Linked DNA regions of Lactuca sativa: region 1 is linked to region 2. A link is a contact called in public Hi-C data. All regions are on one chromosome and are shown on one strand. The core of a region is the stretch at or near the end of the contact, and the rest is flanking DNA. Distances in the headings are between cores, read along the strand shown.

Region 1 (2,700 bases), core at 137-2,636, 330 kb after region 2:
AAAATCAAACACCAAATTCTAGTATACTCTAATATATTAATACATTTTACATTTTCATATTTTTTTTTTGGTTTTTTGTATTTTTTTTTAAAAAAATTTAGTATTATTTTTTTAAATTTTTTTTCATATTATTTTTTAATTATTTTCTATTTTTATTTTTTTCGTTGTTTCGTTTTATTTTTCGTCAACTTGATAATTTTTTTTAACCTTTTCCAAAAAGTGTAAAATGTATAAATATATTAGAGTATATTACAATTTTGGTGTTTGATTTTTTTTGGTTTTTTTATAATTTGGTTATTTATGGTTTTTGTAACTTTTTTTTTTATTTTGATTCGCATAAATAAAATATTTATATTTACAAATATAAATAAAGAAAATAAATATAATTTTTTTACTTACACAAATAAAAATAAAAAAAAAAGTTACGAAAACCATAAATAACCAAAATTAATAAAAAACTGTGAAAAAAACCAAAAATATGAAAAGTGTAAAATGTATTAATATATTAGAGTATTTTACAACTTTGGGGTTTGAGTTTTTATTTTTTTTGTTTTTCTATTTTTCATTACATGAATCAAAATATATAAAAACAATAAAAGAATAATATATATATATATATATATATATATATATATATATATATATATATATATATATATATATATATATATATATATATATATAACAAAAAATTGATGAAATGTCAAAAATTTCAAATAAAAAAAATAAACCGTAACAAGAAAAATTTAAAAAAAAAACATTAACGTTTCATTTCATAATTAAGAAAAAAAAAAGTTTTGATATGGTTTATCGAACCATAAATAACTAAAATTATAAAATAAAAATAAAAAATAAAATGTCAAATAGATAAAAAAAAATTATCAAATTGTTGAATATATATATATATATATATATATATATATATATATATATATATATATATATATATATATATTAAAAAATTTATATTTATAAATTATATATATACGAAATTTATATTTATAATTTATATATAAATAAAATTTCAAATTTAAAAAATTATACGAATGGTCCTTGAGGTTTGTAGTGTATTGCAATATTAGTAGAAGGGAAAAATAGTCTATTCCATTAAAATATAACAGCTAAAAAGTTAGATTAAGAATCTTTCATGTAATTTTACAAACCACATGGACCAGTCGCGTGACTTTTTGCTTGAAAGTCCTTAAAATGCGATATTCTGTAAACCACAGGGACCAATTGTAAAATTTTGTCAAATATGAATGAAATAATTGCACATGTTTTTTACTAGAGTTACGAGGGGCATTTCGTTATTTCTAAAGCCTAAAGGGTCTATCGAGATATTCTATTCTCTACATTATGAATTACCTAAACGACGCCGTAATGTCGAGCCCCACAAATCATCAAATTTACACCCCACACAAGCACCTTCTCTCAGATGAAGCTCCAAAGATCGCCGTGAACCGCCACTCCGGAAAACCCCTTGAAATCCGCAACAATCGATTCCGATCGAAAGAGAACGAAAACCACAGATCCGACGGCCGCCGCTGATCATCATACACAAGAAGAAATTAAGAATGTCGTCGTCTTCATCCGATAAAGTTAGGGCTTCGCACATACTGATAAAGCACCAAGGATCTCGTCGTAAGGCGTCCTGGAAGGATCCAGAAGGTCGAATCATCAGCAGCACCACAAGAGAGGCCGCTGTGTCTCAGCTCAAATCACTCCGCGATGACATCGTTTCTGGAAAGTCGAAGTTCGAGGACGTCGCATCTCGTTACTCCGATTGCAGCTCTGCTAAGCGCGGTGGAGATCTCGGTATGTCCAAAATTTTAACCTTCTGCCCTTTAATTACAGAAGTTCATTTTTAGCAATCGTATGCTTGATCTCCGAAATTGCTATACCATTGATTCTTATATTCGTGTTATGCTATATGACTGTTTCTTCCAGTTGTATAAATTTCCTTACAGAGCTGAAGATTCAAACAACTACATGAATCTTTAACATTAGTTAGTAATACAAAAGAGACGTTTTTCCTGTGGATATTCAAGACATTCAACATCAATAACAGCAGCATGAGCGATGAGCCATGAATCATGATGCATACCTAAATACCTAATCTTTCTCTTTAGGCCTTTTGTAGCACATTACTCATGAATTGACTACTAATTGGAGCACATTGTTAACTGAAACATTCATGGAAAACTTTGAAACAGGATCATTTGGAAGGAACCAGATGCAGAAGCCCTTTGAAGATGCAACATACGCATTGAAGGTTGGTGAAATAAGTGAGATTGTGGACACTGACAGTGGTGTTCACATCATCTTGAGAACCTGTTAATTGCAATTTGCAAAGATGCTGATCAAAATGTATCAGGTGCATTCCAGTTTCAGTTTTATATCAACACAATAAAACCACGTTTTTTTTCCCCTTGTATTGTCATCATAACCTGAGTTTTGGGATTATCAACTTCAGTGACATCTGAATCAACTATTCACCTCTGGTTTTGGAATCACCAATTTCAATGATTTTCCCTTCTTTTTCCCTTAACTTGTATTTATCATCGTGCTTATCATTTACCTAAAGAGAAATTAAGAATCCAAGCTTTAATTCATGAACATGAATACAATATTCCACACCAAAAAGGTTAGCATATGAGATGCATTGAAAACCATGCATTAATACAAAAGTCTTCATGCCAT
Region 2 (2,700 bases), core at 125-2,624:
CCAAATTGAATAGTGACGCGGCCTTTTCCTCGCATCCATTTTTGAGGCGCGGTATACGTTCGATCTACAAGATTTTTTTTTACAAAAAAATTAGTATAACTTTTTTTTGTGTGTGTGTGTTTAGTAAGAGAATAAAGTTGAAACGAATTACGAACCTTTTAATTTTTTATTTTTTCCTTTCTCTTGAAGCTCATAAACAAAGTCAACTATCCGATTCTGTTCAACCGAACTGAATACACCACAATGAAGCTCGAGCCCATCGAGGATATTTACGATTTTGCCATTGACTCTCTCTAAGCAAATAAAATCTTTCTTCCTTTTGACATTTGTGAAACGAATACGTTCCCTTTGTTCTCTTGACAACCCTGGTTTTCGGGTTGTTTTTGTCTCTGACCCGGTTTCTTCCGTTTGGCTACTAGTGAAATTACCAAATTGCCCATTGGTTTCTTCTTCTTCCTCGGCTTCTAGATCCTCCTGTGCCATGTCAGCCCATGACATTCGTGGTTTTGGGGGTTTAAAGTTTTGTGGTGATTGAGTATTCTCACTTCCTGATGTTCCTTCAATTTGTTCAGGTGTAGCGTTTCCATCGTCTTTCCAGCTACCCAAGGAATTTGTATCATCAGTGTCGTTGTTATCTGTTGTTGCATCTTTACAACCACCATGGTTGACTGAAGTGCCAATGCTTCCGCTAAAATCACTATGATTTGGGGTTGAAACTTCTACTTCGTGTTCTTGGTGTTGTTGTTGATCAGTTTCAGTATCGTACTCCACTAATAATCACCAATCAATACGAGATAAAATACTAAATCAGTGTGGTTCTTAAAAGGTGGATTTTCAAACTCTAAATTAACAGAATCTAAAGTTACAACAAGATCCCAATTCGTTAATGGACGCAAACCATGTTAAACTATAGTTATATAATCAAATTTTTACAACTACTATCAAACGAAAAGCTTATTTGGAAAAGAAAAGGAAAAAAAAATGCAATCTTGATAAGTTCAGAAAATACATACTTGGATGAAGAGATCGAACGCGATCGGAGATGGACTGAGAGCAGTGGTCGCAAAGGCCTTTAGAGAGGAAAGGTAACCAATTGGAGAGAAATTCCGACGCAGTTCGGAGATCGCTAGGGTTGTAACCTCGTAAGAAGGGGTCAATTTCATCTTCCGGTGATTGATTTGAGGTAGCGTCACCGTTGATCATGGTGACGGTGGTGGTTGTGAGTGACGCCGGTGGAGGAATCGGGGGTTGTTCAAACTTGAAGCAGAAGATTTGGATTGTTTTTGTGGGTGTGAGGAAAGGGAGGTGGATCTAGAAACGGATTTTCTTGACTGTTTTGAGTAAGGGTTAAGGAATATAAGGCTTTTTTTTAATAAAGAAAAAGGTAATTAGCGTCCCCTTTCCTATTTCCTTTCCTTATTTTACACGAATATTGTTAGATTAAGGTTGAAATAAGGAAAGTAATCAAAACAAAAGAAAGAATTGATTTACCGAATTTTGACAAACTAGCTAAAAATTAGATGGTAAATCAGGTTATTACAAGGTAAAACCAAGAATCGAACTTAACCAAATCGACTATATCGGTCCTAACTGAGTTTTGAACATCCACGTTAAATACCTTCAAATTATATAGAAATTTATGATGTGTTTAGTTAAAAAAAAAAAAAAAAAACAAAAAAAGATTTTCTAACATGTGTTCTAAAATCAAACATAAAAACTATTAATTATAAATGTAAAATGTATTAATTATGAAGAATATTTTCTATAATAAATAAATTTCATATTTAATTATGGTATAATTTTTTTTAATTAATAGTTCAATTACTGCTTCTTATATGTGTCTTTAGGACACATGTTAGAAAATCTTAAAAAAAAAAATAAATCGTTTTTTGGGAAAAAAAATTATAAGAAAAATGAGAATTATGAAAACGCGTTTAATTCAATATTTTTTCGAAATTTTTTATAGAAAATGAAATTCTCCGTTTCCAAAATTACGAAGAATTTTGAATGCCTCCTTAGAGTAGCGATTTGACCGATCTTTGATACTAGTAATTCAAGCTAACAATGTTATGGTAACTTTATTAAGATATCGTCACTTTGATCACATGTTTGAACATGAGTAACTCTTCTTGCACCATTTTGAACTTGTTCAAAATGAAATGGTATGCTAGCATTAGGTGCTTCATTTTGGAGTGAAAAATGGATCTATCATGAGATTTGTTTCTCCAACATTATCACAATAGATGATTGAAGTATTTTAACTATGAAACAAAATTTGTTTAGAATATTTTGGATCCACATTAGTTCAACAATAATAGTTGGAACAATGTTTTATCTTTTTATACTATGGTTTAGTGGAGGAGCGGGCTACTAAAAGTGATGAGATTTTTACTATGGAAAATAATGTGCCGCATAGTGAAAGTATAGTTATATTTGTGTATTACTCGATTAGCAATAACAAAGGTTTGTAGTGTGAATGGGGAATCACGCACAGTGTTAAATCCTTTATCTATTATGCCACAAAGATAACGCATAAAACCTATTTAATTGGTGCCCAATGTATGGTGTGTGGCATGTACATGTATTGAGACAAATTGTTGATTGTATACGCGGCATTTGGTCTTGTAGGAGTAAGATATTAGTGTAACGCTTGTTTTCCATATGTTCTTAGTTGATAATATTATGGAAAATAGTTAGAGG

What was found. Hi-C and Micro-C count contacts between places; a contact is called where the count stands out from the background.
Region 1: a contact with region 2 is called in a Hi-C map of leaf, with 4 times the contacts expected there. The contact joins the promoter of LOC111897556 here to the promoter of LOC111897581 in region 2. A contact is called at or near these places in 2 of 4 Hi-C or Micro-C datasets (both in leaf).

What each region holds. Positions count from the first base shown.
Region 1 is chr3:106,626,921-106,629,620 of Lsat_Salinas_v11, forward strand. It overlaps LOC111897556 (peptidyl-prolyl cis-trans isomerase Pin1), which reads left to right and starts at 1,387. Exons shown (of 2, transcript XM_023893514.2): 1 at 1,387-1,815; 2 at 2,214-2,548. The coding sequence starts at 1,575. The coding sequence ends at 2,338.
Region 2 is chr3:106,297,080-106,299,779 of Lsat_Salinas_v11, forward strand. LOC111897581 (RNA demethylase ALKBH9B) reads right to left here and starts at 1,375. Exons shown (of 6, transcript XM_023893538.3): 1 at 1,014-1,375; 2 at 156-770; 3 at 1-64. The coding sequence starts at 1,203.